2 separate regions of the Anser cygnoides genome follow, and region 2 is linked to region 1. A link is a contact called in public Hi-C data. All regions are on one chromosome and are shown on one strand. The core of a region is the stretch at or near the end of the contact, and the rest is flanking DNA. Distances in the headings are between cores, read along the strand shown.

Region 1 (6,223 bases), core at 225-2,724:
TTAATGTCAGAATACTTATCATTAGTATGATAGTCTTATCATTTCAGCTTGCTCTGTCCCTGATAGGTTCTGTAGCTTTCACAATATGCATTCCAATGTGCTTAACGGAGGAAAATGACCACATGAATTTTACAAATACTTAAGTAAGAATTATTAAAGGCCTTACAAAACCTGAGGCTGAGGTTGCCAATAATAAGTCTTAATGGCCTTGAGGCTCACCAGGAGCCTACACCACACTCCCACCCATGACCCAGGAGGCTGTTTAAGCTCAGGCTCAGCCCTTTTAAGTTTTGTTGCTGGGGCACTTGTCTTCAGGCTTGCTTTTGGCCCTGTCTCCAAGAAGGACTTCGGACCCCTGTTGTTGCTTGCGTTTGGCCCTGTCTCCTTTTGCTCCTGTCCAGGCTCTCAGGTTGGACCTTGGACCTGCTGCTTGCTGCGTTTGGGACTGCTGATGGCCACTGAGCTGTGCCCAGCTCTGCCTGCTGTGCTCAGCCCCTGTGGGTGAGGGCATTGAGCTAAGAGTGACCGCGGCACAGTCAGAGGGCTGGCTCTCATTCCCTGGCGTGCCCAGGCACTCTTTTCTCATGTCATTCCATCTTAATCCTAAAGGGCCTGTAATAACACCACAAAAAAAGTCCCTGGAAAATGAGTTGCTTGGTCTACAGCTGTAAGAAGTGCTTCTCTCTGCAGCTAGGGCAGGAAGGCCAATCTGGTGACAGAAACGTCCCACAGTGCAAGGGAGTAACTTAAATATGGATCTTCCACATCAGCTAACAAACATTATTAGAATTGTACGTGGAAATAAGGGAGTAACTCTCCTCATGCTTTCATCCCTAAGAAACAGGTCAGGAAACCCTGTTCTCCCCACTGGAGAGGGCTGAGCCAAAGTGGTTTTTGAGCTTAAGTGAGTGGGAGGGGTAATGATGGTTCCTTGGGTCTGTTCCTGTTTCTAACCTGTAAGAAATGATCCTTCTTATGAGACACCTTATAGTTCAGAAAGAGTTTCTTCACCCTGACGGTGCAATAATACTGTATTACGTGCTAGGAGCTGCAATGCTTTTCTGTAGGAGGCTGCTCCGCCTGTTCTGCTGGGCAAGCCTTTGTATCTACGAGATTTCTGCAAATTCCTCAGCTTGAGCGGTCACCGCTCCTCAGAACCACAACTGTCAATGATAGCAACTGTTAGCTATCAGCATTCAAAAGAATGTAGGGTGAAGAAGTGATAAGAAACCTCTCCTTGCATACAAAAGAGTGGTTTTTGTAACCCTTTGGTATTCTTGGAGCCACATGAGAGAAAGCCCGGAAAGTGCACAAATAATTACCAACTAGCCCAGCCTCCAACTAAATTAGAGCCAATGAAAAAAGCCATTCCAGGGATAAGTTGAAAATTAACTGTTTGGTTAGCTCCCTCTCTCCAACCAGGAAAGGGTGCTCTCAATTTTTTTTTATAAATAGGCCTGGAGATCCCTTGAAGCTGTATGTCCACAGCATTTTTTCCTCTGTGTTGATAGGTTGCTAGACTCCAGAAAGCTCCTCTGGCTGTTTGACTAACCAAAGTTTTCAAGTTCCAAGGTGATAATAATGAATAACGTGAAGACAAATACTCTGGTACATTTATACAAGCAGCTGAAAACGCTCTGGAGTCCGCCAGCACGACTCTGCAGCCTGGCTACCTGCACTCATAAAGACAGGAATGATGCGTGTAAGTATTTCATTTTGTCACCTGTGTAAGAGAGATGCAGAGGTACAAAGATAACAAATGTAATTGTTGTTCTTTCGTCAGGTAACTAAAAAGGGAAATTTGAGAATGTGACTGAGAGATTAAAGAAAAAAATGAACAGAAGGAGAGAAAGGAGAGATAGAAATACCTTACTGAATTGCGTGATTCCTCTCCACATGCACAATTAAAATATTGTTCATTATTTCTGTGCGTTAAGTTTGTGATTTTAACTTAACTCTAATGAAGAAATAGGCTTTAAAACAATTTTGTCAAGCAAGGCTTTGACTGTCTCCAATGAAATTCATACAAACTGATTCTGGGTGACTTTAATAGACACTACAATGTTCAGTTTTGAAAATAAGGCCCTACAGAAGTACAAACCACAAAGCCCTTGAAATTTTGGGTCTAGGAGATCTACAGTGAATGACTTATTGAGGTGCAATATATGCATAAACTAAAATGTCAAAGGCTTAGTTATTTAAAATGCTGGTTAACTTATCTTCAGATATGACTTGTGATGAGGCCAGCCAGAGATTACACGTCTACTCGCTCGTGTGGAGATAATGGCAGCTGGAGCAATAGTCAAGAGTAACATTTTACATCTAAGAAATCCCTTTGTTTCCACTATTTTTCCTCTGTAAAAATATTTAGCTTACTTTTCTCAAAGAATAGCCATATTCCTCCTTGAAAACTACAATGTGATTCTCCTCTATTTAAATTATCAAACGATAAAACTTATATTTACTTAAATAATGAGAAAACAGCTGATTTTATCTTATGTGGCAGATAGAACACAAAGCAGTATGGATGGAGACTAGCACAAGGCTTTGTTTCTCCTGAAAGTTACAAGAAATATTCAATAAGCATCCACGTTTAACAGCTCTACACTTGTAAGTGCATTTTGGAAGGTGACACCAAAATACTTTCTGCCACTAAGTGACCAGCACTTCAGAAAAACAGATAGATTAGCTGCCGAGTGCAGTGTGTGCTGTGTATATATTCCCAGACATGGAAGCTGTATGTAAGATATAATATGCAAGCTTCTCTATCAATCATGAGAAAAAAGAGCAGTTTTTATAATTATAGAATGTATGCAATATCTGTCTGAGTTCTCAGTCTAAATTTTCCCTTTTTTGCTCCTCAGAACAGAAAACGTGTTTTATTCTGAAAATATAATACAGAATGGGTATTCAATCAAGTAACATAACGGTATTTTCACCTTCATTTAAAAAGTGCCTTTAAAATCTGTAGAAGATGCCCAATTCTAGAAGCAAGATTAGCATTAGATTTTGTTGCTAGTGAAGCGTCCACAAGAAGAACCATTAACATGTTCCTAATGCAAAATGTAAGTCACGTATGCATCCATGACAGTATTTTTTCCTTTTCTGACATGTTTAGAGTACTTTCTTAGTAATACACTGAAGTTCCTTAAACTCCCTTCCTTATCAGTTTTTTCCACTTACAAGCATGTTTAGAAACTTGTTTTTTTCATTAATAATGAAAAATGAAGACATTCGTCTAGTCAAAGAAAAGCCCCACAGTAATATTTATAAAAACAATGTTTTAGCCTTACAAAACAGTAGCTTTTCTACGAAATTCAGATTAAGTGTATTAACTAGGTGTATGTACTAGCAGCTTTTCTAACGAATTCAGATTAGAGGCTCTAATTAGAAGCCTGTACAACTGTAGGTACACCCATTTGCACAAGGATGTACACACATGAGAACATATCCTAATAGTCACAAGCAACATCTGTATCACTCCTTTACCTGTAATTATCAGCAAACTTTTTTAATGTTTGAGATTCAACAGCTAAAACCAACACCTGTGCCTAAAAGGGTAATGATTGGGCTCATACCATACTGCTCATCGTGTGCAGTGATATGAATTACTGCTTCAGAGGAGAAATCCGGAGAATCTACTGTAACTATGGTTAAAAAGATTTCTTATTATTCTGTATCCTCACTTTGTTATTTATTCATCTTTATATTTGAAGTAATAAATTAAGACTGCAAGTCCAATGACTTCCGATTGCAGAAGCCATAGAGAAAATATAAATCTAGACCCTTCATTAAAAAGTAATGAAACCTAAAAATCAGCAGCACAGAATCCCTATGCACAGTTCCTCACTTTCCTACCTGTTCAGTCTTAATATACCACAAAACCTTAAGGCCTATAGAATTTAAAACTTCAGAAATGGAACATATTACTATTAGTGTGGCATTTCTGTTTAATTGGTAACGGTATTGCTCTAGGAAAATTATTTGAAATCCTTTGGTGGAGTAAGAAGGCAAAGTGGAGAAGGGCTGAGATCTCTGTCTTGACATGTGATAGAGAAACTCATTATTTTGGGGGTTATCCGTGTCAGTTCCCAATAAGGGGCTAAATGATGCCGTGTTTTTTTTCCTGTGAACACTTGTCCATTGGGAGCTGCACTGAGAAATCAAAACTCAGTTTGTGCTACCAAACGTTCCAGGAAGAGCTCATACAAGGCTGTTCGATCACAAGACCACTACTGATTAAATTAACTACAAATGCTAACTGTTTTTACTCACATTCCTCTTCAATTTAAGACAGACGCTATTGATTACTTAAATCTTTCTCTATTCCATGACATTCACGCAGGAAATGCCAAAACAAACTGATTCAGAAAAACACCATCTTTGGAATGGTTGGTTTCAGCTGCCAGTGAATAAATGCTAGCTCTGAATAAGCCAGCCTGTGGGTTCCTCCATCTGGTGGCTAGACCCTGTGCATAACACGCACTGAAAGCAAAAAGCACATCCAATTACGTTCAGCTCCGCACAGATGACAGCATAAACAGCCCGTTCAGCGACAAAGACTTGGAAAAAATGGTCCATGTTTTGAAGCCTGGTAAAGCTAGGCTATTGAGCTGTTGGTTAAAGTCTTCAATTTAATGTTCATCACTCTCACTACCATTTTCCTGAATTTCATCTTTTACCTTTCCCCCCTACCCTTCCCACTCACAGGAGTCTTTCACCAAGCTGGGTGGTGATAGCTCGGACTTCTGCTATGACAATAAATAAAAGATAAAACAATGCAAAGACTGACGCTTCCCAGTGTCTCTTCTGGATTCCCATTGCGACCCCACGAGTACAAAAGTATTTTTATGCAATTCACTGGGAAAGAACTGTAGAAGCAATTCTGAGAATCAAAGGATACACGTTAACAATTTCTAATGATGTGGAGTACTATGTGGATGCCTGTAGTAAGCTCTGTGATATCTGCTAACAACAGATGGAGGTGGTAGTTTCAGATACCTTTTAACAAAATAGACAAGGAGTAGCTGGAAATGTTCTCCGTAAGGATTTTAAGGCTATGGAGTACACCCTCATCCTAATAATTACTGCCAGAGCAGAACTGAAAGGCTTTTTTCTTTCCTATCCTTTGAGAAGAAGGTACAAGAAAAGCAGAATCCTTCCATTCTTTTTTAAATGCCCACGTACAGCAGTGACACGCGATCCAGGTGTGCCATCTCCAGGACTGCACCTCCAATTGCAGTAACCAGACGCGAATTGTCCGTGAGGTTTCTTCTAAGCCTGCGTGCATAATTTTAGCAAATGTTTTTATACGGAAAAGATAAAGCCCCTATTTGCTTTACCTTGCCAACTGAAATTACCTTCTTCTTATCTGGACTTAGCCTCAGCCACTGCCTTCTCATCCAGGCTCCTATCTCAGCCAAACATTCTGGAAGCAGAGAAAAGCTCAGCATTTCACAATCTGCTGCTGCTTTCCTGTTGAGCTTAGAGTACTCTGTCAGTTGCATCCGTTTGATAAAAAGCATTGGACTGTTTATCAATAAACTGGCCTACATCACAGTCCAACTCTGACATCAATTCAGCAGAACTTTCAACGCCTTGTCATGATGAACCACAGCCAACCACCGCTGTTATCATCCAAAATCTTGATTCATACTAAAAAACCTCAAAGAAATCAACCTATCTTGGATTTCCTCTGTAATATTCAATCCAAGTGGCTGAAGCAGAGCCACGGTCCTTTAAAGTTTATATGGTTCTTTACCGAGTTTCAGTAATGTTTGTTTTTATTTTTCTAATTCAGAATGTGTTGCTATGGAAAGCACTGCTGCTCAATTTAGGACAAAAACACATTTCCTTCATGCGGGTGCGGTTTCCCAACTGCCCCCACAGTCCTGCCCTCCCTGTTCTACTTCAGAGCAGGGTGAAGCTTGTTTGAAAGCCCCTATATGAACAAAGTGCTTTATTCAACAGGTCTTTTTTCAATTATTATTATTATCCTTTTTAAAGATTTAAACCTTAAAGACTAAAATCCACTAAAGCGGAGTCGCTTTACCCCTCATTCTTACTTGACAGCTACCTGAATTAGTTTTCGTACTCTTTCTTCTAATTTTATATCCCATATGTGACAACTCTCTCCTCCCCACAATACTTAAGGGAATTTCATAGAACTGTAAACTATTTTGGCTTTGCCAAACTAGATTTAGTAAACCATCAAAAAATGCTT
Region 2 (5,853 bases), core at 3,080-5,579, 180 kb after region 1:
GATTCGGAAGGCGTATTGCCGCGAGGGATGCTGCAGGCCTGACATCTGGCCTCGTTTTTTTTATTATTTTTTTAATTTTTTTTTTCCTTTTTCCCCAAGCCCACGTGATATTTTTCTATGCGCTTCAAAGCCGGGGTTTGTTTGTTTTTTCAAAACCGAGAGCTCCGATTCCAGCATCTGCGCGAAACCTTACAGGAAATCACCCGTGTGCACAGAAGTACTCGAGTGGACGTGCAGCAGCAATATTTATCTTCCCCCCTCCGTGCAGCGGCACAGACGGCACGCAACGCTGTCGCTGCTGTCACTCGCTGCATCCCTGCAGAAAAAAAGATGGGGAGGACTGAGGGGGGCTTCGGGGTCAGAAAAAAAATCACTGAAGCTGAGCGGGGTCGGGGAAAGGTGGGGGAATGGGAGAGGTGGAGGTCGGGCAGGTCGGAGGTGGGCAGATTTATTTGGGGAGCGAGCTTTTGTAGAGGGCAGCCAGGAAGAGGACCTGAAAGCGGGCATATGGGGAGGGACAGGGGATGGTGAGCAGTGGAAACATTGTGAGAGGCGGGACAGAGCCCAGGAAACGCAGGGAGGTGGTGGCATGTCTCCGCTGAGCGAGCAGTACGAAAAGAAGGAGCCAGCAGCTCCAGGGCGAAAGGCCACAGAGATCAGGGGGGGGATCTTATGGTGTTGGCCTGCCAGGTTTTGTGTACATCTGCCTACAGAAGTTGGCTTTCTCTTGGCACATTGTCCCGGGACAGCACTCGGTCCCCAAAGGGAGGAGAGGTGGCTCTGGGAGGGCAGGATGCCCAGCACAGCGAGCTCGGACCCAGGGAGGTCAGAGGCAGCGCGCTCCTCTGCGGCTTTGCGAGGCATTTTGCTAGAAGACTTAGCAAAAACATTTCCAGGTTGCATTTCTGGCAGAAGGGACAAGATTTGAGCCACGCTTAGGATGCCCAAAAATGCCAAACATGCAAATACTTCTGCCCATTTAACGACGAGCATTGAACAGCCTCCTAAGGGAACCAGAGAGGTTTTTAAAGCTAATACACCAACACTCTGGAAAGACCCCCATGGAGGAGCCCTGTGGGCTGGAAGCACCAGACACGAGGCAGCTCGGGGTAACTCAACAGGCCCTTTAACCAGCAGCCTCCCGAATGAAGTTCTCCCTCTCGTTTCAATGGGTAGAGATTCTCGTCTCCTGTTAACTCTGCGGATGGATAAAAAAATGAAATAGCTCCTTTTACGCAGGGCGTAGTTACCCGCCTCACACAAAACGATTTCAGTTAATTTTTATATATTTTTGGATATTCCTGCAATGTCACATTGGGTCAAACACACGCAAAGAAGAAATAATCCCGGAGGATTTGGCTGAGGTTGCTTTGCCATGCTGTTTACAGGAAAAGAAGCGCTTCAGCCGGGCTCCTTGGTCGAGCAGGATCGAGGAAACCTGAGTACAAGAATTCAGACCTTTAAGCTGACAGGTGAGGACGAAAGTAGATGCGTCCAGTGTTGAAAAAAAATGGACCTTCTCCCCTTGCCTGACCAGGACATTCAGTAACAGCTTCTCCTTGTGCTGAAAACATGAGAAGAAGAAAATAACTGCGCTCTCGGTTATTATTTACTGATTATTCCAACAAAGTGTCTTCCCCAGCTGTTTGCCTCAAGTGTGCACAAGCAGAATTTGCCCAAAAAGAGAAGGTTAAGGGAACAGGACGGTTTTGGTGCTGAGCTCCTACAGGGCGCAGGCTGCACGGGCACCCCAGCACGACCTTCACTCACAACCCGCTGTCTTGAGCAGGCCGTAACATGAGCCCCCACAAACTTGATTTATTTTGCTGAGGGCGGTTCCTTGCTTTGCCGCTGGCTAGCCAGGAATTCTTGGTGGCTTGTGACAGAATTATATGTCATGCTTCCTTCGGTTTCCGAGGGCTTCATCCAAAGCCACTTCTAATCAGAGAAAAGGCTCCCGGTTCGTACACCACACTTCAGAGTAGAGTTTGCCTTCGTGTCTGGCATCAGGATGGGCAATTTCTGCTCAGGCTGTAAACCACAGACTCGCTCTTTAGCAGCAAAATTCACATCTAACTCGCACTCAGGCACAGGCTTAGACCTAGTTCCCGGGCAGAAAAGTTTAAGCCTCCAACTTGCTACAGACCAGGCGATCATCAGGTAGCTGACTTTGAGCACGGCGTAGTGCTTTCGGGATTAACGCCGGGATAAAGACGTCGATATAAGCAGCAGGGCCACCAGAGGACTTGGCGTCCTTAGGCCGACTGCCTGGCCTGTGCTTCGATTCAATGCAAACCTTTCCTAAGGGACTGAGAGCACTTCCTCTGTTTTCTGCACATCCCTTCCTCCGAGGGACAATACCGGGCACGGCAGGAAAAGGAAGTGCATACGGTTTCCACTGCATGATGGATCGCTACAAGGAGAGCACACAGAGAGGCTCTGGGATTTTCAAGGACCCTCTCACAGCAGGAGCCTGCCACACAGAAGCAGGGTTGTGTAGCCGTACAATATATGACATTATGCAACCCCAGTTAAGCGTCCTTCGGCTGCTTACTCTTGCATTTCAGAAGGACCTCAATAAATGCAGCCGATAGTCTGCGATATTCCAAAGGGAAATAAAAAAGGATAAACTACCGGTATTTGGAATTTTTGTGCTGCAGCAATTCGTCTTGGCAAGGTGTATAATGAGATTTGCAATAAACCCTCGCCCAAAGGAATATGCCTTTTCCTCTTATATGATACCGACAGGAGTGTTCGCACAACTGATGCAAAAGCAAGCAGCCCTCATTTGTGTGTTGTGTGCATCCCGTAAAGTTCACAGGCAATCAGCTCAAGACACAAGGTAATTGTGCTTAAGGAAATACCGACGTTAGCTCTTTTGTTTATCTGTGTTGCAGCGATACTGCACTTCTGCATAAAATAAAAGACACGGTCCCTCCTCCAAGGAGATTACAATCTATGCAATTCAGGGCTGGAACCAGCCGTTGCCTGCCCGGGGCTGCATTTAGATGTTTTCCTGGCCTGCTTCACGTAAAGATCCCCACCCGTACCATTCATCTAGCTGATGCGCAGCCTGGCCACGGGGCTACAACAGGCCCACAACTGAATCCCACAGAAAAACATGAAAAAAAAGGAAATTATGCATCCGCCTCTCGGCTGCTGGATGCCGTCTGTGCAATCTGTAGGCAAATCCAGCTCCGAGGGCAGTAAATCCGCCTCAAATTTTGCATTGCATGCATTGACGCTGCTGCCAGCCAGAATGCTGGCTTAGAAGAGTGGGAACGCGGGGAAAGAATTACCATTTTAAGAGGCCTTTACGGACTCTTTTGTTTCCATACTGTGTTTAGAGACAATCTGAAGTCAACTGCCAAACTGGCTTTGACTGCGGAGGCTGCTTGGTTTGGCGAGGCGACCGCTGGTGCCAGAAGCTTTATTGGGGTTTTGGCACTGGGTGCCCAGCAGCAGCCCATGCCATGCTACGCCCTGCCACCTCCACGTGCCAAATTTTAACATCGTGAAACAGGAAGATGAGGGAACAGGTCACTGCAGCCATGCCCCTGGTGCACCTCATGGCTCCTCACGGTCAAAATGAAGGTGTTTTTGACAGAAAGTGCCAGGAAAAGGGCACCTATCGCGGCACACTGGAAGTGACGAGTACAGGTGAGGAGGAGTCAGTGCAAATGGGGTGCAAATGTGGAAGGTCAGATGTGACTGAGAAAGTCAGTCAGTGTGTGGACAACTAGGTAAGTCGGTCTGGATGGGGGAACCACTAAAGAAGTCAGTCATGATGGGGCACCACTACAAAAATCAGTCAGGATGGGCGACCATTACAAAAGTCAGTCAGGATGAAGGACCGCCAAGTCAGTCAGTCAGGATGGGGCGCCCTGAGGGGACAGCAGGGACAAGCCCTGCCCGGAGGTGGGAACACACCAGAAGCTGCTCAGGCACAGCCCCGGGCCAGGGCCCATCACCACAGGCCCGGCCTCGTCACCACAGCCCCCGGCGGGGCCGGCCCTGTCGGTCACGGCCTCTGCCCGGCCCCTCAGGGACCGCCCCGGGGCTGAGCCCTGCCCCCTCCGCCCCGCCGCACCCAACCGCCGCCGCCGAGCGGCCCCACACAAAAGGCGGCCGTTCCCGCCCCTCCCCTATTTAACGGCCCCTCCAGCCAATCAGCGCCGGGAGGAGGGGCTAAACCCCACCGATCGACCCCCTCGGAGGACGGGAGGCGGGGAGGAGCGTGCCGCCGACCAATCGCCGCCCGCGAGTAGCGCCCTCGTCCAATGGGCGGCGCGGTGGGCGGGGCCTGGCGGCGGGGTCAGGCCGGGAGTGGAGGCGCTCCGCCGCTCCTTTCTCTCTCTCCCCTTCCCTCCGCTCCGCTGCCGGCCCGGGCCTGCTCACCGCGGGATCCCTCCGCCGCGGCCCGGCGGGGCGTGTGCGTGCTGCGGCCCCCGCGGTGCACCTCCGCCCGCTCGCCGCTTACCGGCCGGGGACTACTTCCCGCGGCCGCCTCGCTGCGGGACGGGGCCGGGCCCGGCCGGGGGATGGCGGCGAGCGGCTGAGGCCGGCGGCCGCCCCGCTAGGGACCGGGAGCAGGCGGCGGAGCCCCGCTCCGGGCCCTGCCAGCCGGGAACCCCGCGGCAAGGCCGCGCGGCGGCGGCCGCCTCGGGGGGGGGGCCCGGCCCGGCCCGGCCCTGCCCGCCGCCGGGGGCTGCCCCTCACCGCCGGGCCCCCTGGGCCCCCCTCGGCGAGGAGGGGGCCGGGCGGGGGCTGCGGGCCTGCGGGTTCCCCTCGGGGCTCTGCCCGCGGCCCCCCGGGCGAGCTCGGTGCGGGCCGGGGGCCGTCGGAGCACGATGGTGGAGAAGCGGTGCCCGCGGCTGCAGCGGGACGGGGTGTACCGGTGGTTCTCGGAGCTGCCGTCGCCTCAGCGCGTGGAGTTTCTCTGCGGCCTCCTGGACCTGTGCATCCCCCTGGAGCTGCGCTTCCTGGGGGCCTGCCTGGAGGACCTGGCCCGCAAGGACTACCACTCGCTGCGCGACTCGGAGATCAAGGCCAACAACCCCGCCGACCTGGGCAGCCTGACCAACCTGACGGACGAGGTGGTGCGCAGCAAACTTCTCGTCTCGCTCGCCCTGCTGGGCTCTGCCCACCGCGAGGCGGCCGGGGTGCTGTTCCGCACCCTCACGCACATCGACTCGGTCATCAACAACTATGGGCTGCAGCTCAACGAGGGCCGCACGGGGGACGAGTTCCTGTTGCTCTTCACCATGGCATCCAACCACCCGGCCTTCAGCTTCCACCAGAAGCAGGTGCTGAGGCAGGAGCTCACCCAGATCCAGAACATCATGGCCAGCACCAGCAAGAACCCCAGCACCTCTGCCCTCAACACCATGGCAACCTACCCTGGCTGCCACAAGGTGGGTATCCGGCATTCGCGTGCCGCCGTGGCCTTGCTGCGGGGCGCTCGGTGCCTTCAGCCAGGATTTTAAACCTCCCTTCTTCCTCCTGGTGTGCAGGCGTTCCGGTAGTAAATGGCAGCCTGGGAGGCTGGCAGAGATTGCTCGCCTGGATATGGTGATGGGGGCGGTCAACGGCAGGTGAAATAAAAGGGGCGCGTGGAGTTTTTGCAGGCTCGTGGCACTCGTTGGGAAGGGGTTCCCAAAACGATGGCCAGGCAGCGGCGTAAACGTTAACTGACTGCTTCTGGCCGTGCTTCTGCTGAGGGGGCTGCCCTGCCGGTTGCATGGAAGACCAGCAGTTTATTAGGGGAGATACACATCTAATGTCTCTGGACGTTGGAGCGAGCATCTGGTTAAAAATTTCCCTCGAAGTTGGAAGGGAGAGTCAGCTTTGGAA

What was found. A called contact is a pair of places that touch in the nucleus more often than the background predicts.
Region 2: a Hi-C map of liver shows a contact between it and region 1, with 6 times the contacts expected there. The contact joins the promoter of ZCCHC14 here to the promoter of CA5A in region 1. A contact is called at or near these places in 2 of 7 Hi-C or Micro-C datasets (both in liver).

The regions. Positions count from the first base shown.
Region 1 is chr12:2,359,977-2,366,199 of Taihu_goose_T2T_genome, forward strand. It overlaps CA5A (carbonic anhydrase 5A), which reads left to right and starts at 1,475. Exons shown (of 7, transcript XM_013197592.3): 1 at 1,475-1,702. The coding sequence starts at 1,582.
Region 2 is chr12:2,540,334-2,546,186 of Taihu_goose_T2T_genome, forward strand. It overlaps ZCCHC14 (zinc finger CCHC-type containing 14), which reads left to right and starts at 4,330. Exons shown (of 13, transcript XM_013197586.3): 1 at 4,330-5,414. The coding sequence starts at 4,851.